2 separate regions of the Pelodiscus sinensis genome follow, and region 1 is linked to region 2. A link is a contact called in public Hi-C data. All regions are on one chromosome and are shown on one strand. The core of a region is the stretch at or near the end of the contact, and the rest is flanking DNA. Distances in the headings are between cores, read along the strand shown.

The links. Hi-C and Micro-C count contacts between places; a contact is called where the count stands out from the background.
Region 1: a Hi-C map of an unstated tissue shows a contact between it and region 2, with 4 times the contacts expected there. The contact joins the promoter of UQCRFS1 here to the promoter of POP4 in region 2. A contact is called at or near these places in 2 of 5 Hi-C or Micro-C datasets (blood and an unstated tissue).

Annotation. Positions count from the first base shown.
Region 1 is chr12:26,394,034-26,398,032 of ASM4963464v1, reverse strand. UQCRFS1 (ubiquinol-cytochrome c reductase, Rieske iron-sulfur polypeptide 1) reads right to left here and starts at 1,995. Exons shown (of 2, transcript XM_075940188.1): 1 at 1,709-1,995. The coding sequence starts at 1,919.
Region 2 is chr12:25,916,209-25,919,762 of ASM4963464v1, reverse strand. POP4 (POP4 ribonuclease P/MRP subunit) reads left to right here and starts at 1,764. Exons shown (of 7, transcript XM_075940184.1): 1 at 1,764-1,914; 2 at 2,191-2,243. The coding sequence starts at 1,908.

The DNA.
Region 1 (3,999 bases), core at 746-3,245, 480 kb before region 2:
CATAGTTCTACATTATTACATGTAAGCCCACTGTTTTATACAGAAACGTAATACACACTTTAAAAAATGAACATGGACAGAATTATTGAAAAAGGATTATATTGAAGCTTTGCATCAAAAATTTTCTATTGCTCCGACCACGCTTGGTTTGAAAATTAAGTCCTGTAAAGTCCAACACTACTCAAACATTTTATTCAGAGGAAAAACTGTCAATACCCTTACACAAAGCACTGCATGAACTAGAAAAAGGCTGATGGCAGAAAAAAAGTTTTAATCTCTCTCACTTAACAAAGCTCCTTCTTTTGATCTCAAAAATAAGTCTTTCACTTTGTAATTAAAACTACAGCCACTCCGACTTACCAACACACCAATTTACGACCATCTGTACTTACAACCAATCTCCTATTAACCCCATTCTAAAATTTTCCAGTTGAGAACCATGTACGTCAAGTATTTCGAACAGTGCGGGCAGCGTGTTTAAGGGTATTTCCGACTTATGACCAAATCAAGTTACAACTACGTGATCGGAACATAACCCGTTCATAAGTCGGGGACTGCCTGTATTCATGTGCTACATGCAGTGTTTTCTATTCTATCCCCATTCCGGAGCTGTGAAATGAAAGCCTGCGAGTAGTACCTTCAAGGAGTCAAGCACAAGTTATCTAAAATCACTACTTCTGATTAGAAATATAAAAAGCTATTTTAAAAGGTAACCCTGTAACTGCTAAGAAATTTCAGCGGTTACACTGTTACACACACTGCAGCACTGTTACACATGCTGCAGGGATGTCAAATTTAGATTAACTGGCTAATCGAATAGTCAATGCAATTTGCATAGACTATTCAATTAGTCCATAAGCACGCCTCTATCTTTGAAGCTACATTTCAAAGATGAAAGCGCTGTGGGGAGCATGGGGCATTTCAAAGTGGCAGACCCCCGGCACCCCACAGCACTGCCACTTTGAAACATCCCCTCCTCTGTACCCCCCCTCCCCGCCTCTTTCTAATAGAGGCAGTAAGTGGGGAGGGGGCATGACTAGTCAACTAGTGTGTTGACTATACAATAAGCGACTAGTCCTTCACATCCCTCATAAAAGAGTCCGCAGGAAAGTCGGGGCCCACCAATCCCTGCTGGTCCGGCTGGGAGGGGAAGTGTCTTTGCCCGGCAGCCCCTGCCAGCGGGCCACAGCGTGTAACCTGTGGTGGGGGTGGGGCAAAGACAGGGGCCCCGCCCGCACTGGAGCTGCTCCCGTCAGTACCTGTTAACCTTTTAACGCCCTACTTCAGACCAAGCAGTTGGCACTGGATTCGATTCAATTACATCCTTGAGCGTGGAAACGACTCAGAGCTGCTCAGGTTTCCCAGTCCCCCTCGGCGTCCCGCACGGGGGGGGGGGGAGCTTTGGACAGCCCACCGGCCCCCGACCCTGCGCACTGCGGACATTTCCGCCGCTGGGAACGGGCACAAACGGTGCCCGGGCGCAGGCCAGCGGCAGTAACTCACAGCGGAGCTGCAGACGAAACCCGCGCACGGGAAGCGCTGCCCCGGCTCACGCAACCCTGGAGCCGCAGGCCAGGCCTCCCCCGCACCGAGCCACACACCCCCCGCCGCTGCTCCCACAGGCCCCGGCCGGCTACAGCGGCCCACCCACCCCCGCTAGCGGCCCGTCTCCAGCCCGAGCCCCGACTGCCCCACCCCCGTGCCGCACCGTTGATGCTGGCGGTGGCGACGAGGCCTCCGCGGGGCGCTCGGCCGCTCAGCGATTCCCGGCTCAGCACCAACCGCTTCGCGTCCAGCGGCAGCTTCCCGGGCCGCAGCACCACCTCCGGCACCAGCGGCTTCAGCGGGCCCGGCACGGCGTGCGCCGCGGCCGACAGGTACGGAGCCAGGGGGCCGGCACGGGCAGCCACGGACAACATGGCGGCGAGTGCGTCTGAGGTGGGTCACCTCAGTCGGTCATAGGGCGGGCGCAACTTCCCGACAGCCCTGACGCCGCGCGGGCGACGTGCCCCGCCCCCTGCCCGTACGTGCGCACGCCCCGCCCCCTGCCCGTACGTGCGCACGCCCCGCCCCCTCGGGTTGCTTCTGCCAAGGTCACTCTCCGTGACGTCACCCAGGCTCGCGTTTGTCCCCAGGTTTGGCTGAGACTTGCGGGCCAGCTGGCTTCAGTAACCTCCCGGACCCCAGCAGGCACTGCCGCTGCAGCCCGGCGGTGACGTCATTCAAACCACTACCGCAGCCTGGTGACCTTATGCTACGTAATACATGAGGTCATCTCACACCAGTGACGTCATGCCCTTCAGACGGCTAGCGGGTTGCGGATACTGCACCCAAAATGACAAGTCACCTCAACTGGATGGAATCACAGAAATGTAGGGAGGGAAGGGCCCTCTAGAGGTCCCCAAGCCCAGCCACCTGTGCTGGCCAGCTGCACAATCCTTGTTCAGAATGGCTGCGTCTAGATTGACATGATTTTCCGGAAATGCTTTTGACAGAAAAGTTTTCCATTAAAAGCATTTTCGGAACAGAGCATCTAGATTGGCACGGATGCTTTTCCACAAAAGCACTTTTTGCGGAAAAGCATCTGTGACAATCTAGACGCGCTTTTCCGCAAAAAAGCCCCGATCGCCATTTTCGCGATTGGGGCTTTTTTGCGGAAAACAAATCTGAACTGTCTACACTGGCCCTTTTGCCTGAATGGGAGCAGAATAGTATTTCCGCAAGAAGCACTGATTTCTTACAGTAGGAAGTCAGTGCTTTTGCGGAAATTCAAGCGGTCAGTGTAGACAGCTGGCAAATTTTTCCGGAAAAGCGGCACTTATTCAAAGTAGGAATAAGACCCTCCGGAAAAGGGCACTTTTTCCGGAGGATCGGGGCCAGTGTAGACGCTCTTTTCCGGCTTTTTTAAAAGCCGGAAAAAAGCGGCGGACATTTTTATTTAAATGCCGTGGGGGATATTTAAATCCCCCGCGGATTTCCCTACGACGACTGGTGAAATTTACATGCCCCTTCCGGAAAAGGGGCCAGTGTAGACGTAGCCCCCATGTGAAAACACTGTCCTGTCACACCAAAACATCATGCCCACCGTGGCATGGTGATTCTTCATGGCTGTGTTTTTGGAATGCACTGTTTAATTCTATTAGATCTTTAGACAGTTATATGACACTAGTTGGCCTGGTATCAAAAGCCACAATCCTACAAACACACGTGTTTAATATTATTACCATTCTCAGCTTAGGGTTTAAAATTAGCTGGCACTTGGTATTGACACTGTGGTGACGGTCTTGCCTGTATCCGATGCTAGCTCCTTTCTTTCCTGGCAGGGAATGGCTTAGCAAGCACAATTGTTCCTTATGAGAAAGGCACCAGTCTGTGCCCTGGTGAGGCTTGTCATCACTTTACGCATCTCATCCTCTATCATGACACCATCTGGGTTATTAATGAAACATCTTTAACCATTATCTGAAGAAAAATTGTTAAAATTCAGAGACAAGTTATATGCTCTTTTCTTTCTCTGTGTGCTGTCAGGTTTCCTTTTTAAATCTCTTTCCCTCCTCCCTCCTTTCTTTAAGCTGATTTGACTGTTGTCCTGTTTTTCTAGTCATTATTTCTGTTTCAAGGGAGAAAAACAGTGATAATCTTGCACTTTGTCTCTGGAAATTTGTGGGCCATAAATTTTATATCATGTCTGAAAAATGTAAAGCACATTTTTCACCACACGCTTGTTATTTTTATCACTACACTTCTGTGACCAGTCTCCAGTTTCTACAGCTTCAGTCTCTCATACATTGCTTACCATCAGCACGTTCTGTCTGGAACTCAGGCTCCTACAGAAGTCAAACAGTTCCCCTGAAACTCATTCTCATCATCAATGATTAGCAGGGTGGAGGAACACAGCAGCTGTAGTTCTCACCAAAAGTATATATTCTCTCATTTTGGGACCACAAATTATCCCTCTACCTTTAGTCATTTGCACACATTTGGGGCCCAATTCTCCAC
Region 2 (3,554 bases), core at 515-3,014:
GATGTATCAGGGTGACTCTCGGTGTATAGGGGAGGGGATGGTGACAGTGGATGTACACGGAATGACAGTGGTGTGTTAGTGCGGTGACCCTCAGTGTCTGGGCAGGGCCGGACTGAGCCATTCCAGTGCCCTGGGCAGACAATTTAATTGCGCCCCTGGTTGGGGGAGGGCCCAGCCCGGCCCAGCCCAGCTACCACTGCTGGCGCGCAGCCCGGGGCTACCCGAGGCGGGCCAAGCCTGGCCGTTCAGGGCCCCACGGCTGCAAGGGGAAGGGTGCTGCTGGCCGGCGCTGCGGGGGTTAATGTGGCCCCACCCTGGGTGGCCACTGCACGGTGGCTGCTGGGAGCTGCTGCAGCCCACGATCCCCATAGATTGGTGCCCCGGGCAGCTGCGTGGCTAGCCTATGCCTTAATCCAGCCCTGTGTGTGGGTGAGGGTTTGGGAGACAGTGGATGTATAGGGGCCAGGGTGATACTCAGTGTGTGGGTGAGGGTTGGGCAACAGTGGATGTATTGGGGCCGGGGTGACACTCGGTGTGTGGGTGACTGGGTGACAGTGGATGTATTAGTGTGACACTGAGTGTGTGGGTGAGGGTTTGGGTAATAATGGATGTAGACAGCAGTGCATTGACAGGCTGGGTGAATCAGGGGTGGCCTGATGGAGACAGTTTCTGAAGTTCCTTTCTGCTGGAGTCTTATGAGCTCATGGGTGTGCAGAGCGTCCGGCATGTGGTGTCCAGAGCGTCCCGCTGACCAGTCTCACACTCTCTTGACTCATTGGTCAGCAGCACTTCGGGGCTGGTTGGGAAGTAACAACTAAGGATGTGAAGTAACGGTTAATTGACTAGTTGAGTAGGCGATGGAATTTCTATCGACTACTCAACTAGTCAATAGGCACTTGCACATTTCAAAGGAGGAATTTGGAACTCCACATGTAGCCCGGGCCAGCGGGAAGTCCCGCTTACTCTGGGTTGTACGTGGTGTGCCAGCTCTGAAATGCACAAGAGTCCCCAGCAGTGGCTCTTGGGCATTTAAAGAATCAGCGCAGCATGGAGCCTGGAGACAGGAGCAGACTCAGGGTCCCCGTTGACCCCGGGCTCTATGTTGAGCTGCCGATTTAAAATGCCATGTAGAGCAGGGGTCAGTGGGGAGGCTCCCCACCTGACCGCCGGTTCAACGCAGCATTTCCCCAGAGTCCAGGGTCAGCTGGGGACTCCCTAGCTGTTCCCCGTGGAAATGCCGTGCTAGAGCCCGGGATCGCTGTGCGGTGCTGCCACTTTGAAGTACCCCCTGTTCCCACCCCTTGGCTGCCACTATCTGATAGAGACAGCAAGGGGAGGAATCCGCTAGTCTACTGATATTTGATAAGCATTTGCTTATTGGATAGTTGATTGGTCCTTTACAGCCCTGGTAAGTAGGGGTGAAGCTGCAGTTCCACTCCCCTCCACAAGAGGCAGCATCACGCAGCGACCTCCCTCCTTCCTTTCACTTCTTGGTGGCTTCCGGCTGCGCTTTTGCGCATGCGCCCTCCAACTGTTCAGCAGCCTGTGGAGCACGTGCGCGCCCCTTTCATGGGGGGGGGGAGGGCAGGTGTTACTTGAACAAGCACTCCTAGCTCGCAGCGCGTGCGGCCCACGTGGGGTGGGGATGGGTGGGGCCACGGGCGCGGTGCGCTTGGTCCTTATTGGCCTTGGGGAACAACGCCCCCCAGAGGCTGTTGCATTTCAGGGCGCGAATGCTTCGTGGATAATTGCGCCCGCGAGAGGGAGGGAGGGAGGAGGAAAACTCTATCCACCACGCATGCGCGGTCTCTGCGGCGGCTGCCCTTGAAGCGCGAGGGGCCGCCCCACGCTCAGTCGCATCGTCCTGATGTCATCGGCGCGCGCCGGAAGCGCCGCGTGTTGCCAAGATGGAGAGTAAGGGCTCGGTGGGCTCCTGCCTGGGGGTTTCTGCAGCCCCCCCCCGTTTGCCTTGCGCCTGTCCCGCGGGGGCTCTTCTCAGCCCGCCCTCGAGCGCTCCTCCGTGCGTGGCCCCGGCAGATGCGGGGGGGGGGGCCCAGTCGCGCGCAAGCGCAGGGAACGCGAAACGCCCCCCCCCCCCCCCAGCTCTCTAGGGCGGGGGCGGGTCTGCCAGACCCCGCAGTGGGGGCGGGGGGAGCGGTGCCTCTGCTGACGGGGCGTTTTGTGTTTCAGGCGTGATTTACAGCAAGCTCCCGCCGCAGGCTGCCAAGCTGCTGGATCTCCAGGTACCTCTGCTTCCCCTGAGCCTGTGCGCATGGGGCTGTGCACCTGCGATTTTTGTGTATGGCTGGCGCTGGGCGTTAACAGTGTCTGTTTCGGATCAGTCATTTGGTCCAGATCTTGTGGTTTACGGTATTTTTCCTCTCCTAAGAGAGGTTAATCAAGGCATCCTCACAGGGATCTGTAAAATTTGTATCTGCACCCGTATCCACAACGAGCTGTGGATATGCAGGGATAGAAAGCAGGATATCCAGAGATTTACAGGGCTCCAAAGATGGTCTTGGCATTGAGTTCTAGTCTTGGCATTTTGTCCAGAGTCATTCAGTAAGCACAAAATAGTTTCCACTTTGATTAGCAACTTATTCTCAGAGCTTCAGTGCTCCCAAGTTGATCTGTGCAGGCAAGACCCTGCACCTATGTGGAGTCTGGTTAGAGACAATGGACCTCAAATCAGGCCCTGGGCCCTAATTTTTTCTTACATTTACTGGGGGGGGAGGGAGTCATCCTGAATAATTATGCCTAATGATTTGAATGTCATTGGCTCTTCTCCTACCTGCTCTCTGAGAGTCAAATTTGGAGCCTCATAAACTTCATTGTGTTTTAGTGAATAATGCATCATGTTACAATGTTGGGTAAACTGGCCTGTCTTTTTTTCATAACAGCTGGTGGTGTATGTTTAAAGGAAACTTTCAGGAAATAACTTCTACATATCCCTGAAAGTAATGTTTTCTATTTGAAACAAGATTCTTAAAAATCTGTGGACACTTCAGGGGAGACACTTTTTTACTTTTCTTGCACAAATTATGGTCTTATCTGTATTTTACTTTTCATATTAGGACATTCCTATGAGAATGTTGGCTCTTAACAGAGAAAATTTGGAATTGTATAGCTAAATTTTTTAGTGGCATATGAACTCTTGCCTTTAAGTAATTTGTTTTAAGTCAGATTTGTCTGATTATTGATAGATGACTTATTTGTAGGGCCCTACTAATTTCATGGTCGATTTCGTGGTCACAGGATTTAAAAATTAGTACATTTCATTATTTCAAATATTTAAATCTGAAATTCTACAGTGTTGTAATTGTAGGGGTCCTGACCCAAAAAGTAGTTATGTGGGTGGGAGGGTCACAAAGTTATTGGAGGTTGAGGTTAAGTTATTGGAGGTGGAGGTATAATCACAGAATACTAGAACTGGAAGGGAACTCGAGAGGTTAAGTCCAGTTCCCTGCTCTCCTAGCAGGATCAAGCACCATCTGGATCACCTCTGACATATATCTGTCTAACCTGGTCTTAAATATCGCCAATGATAGAAATTC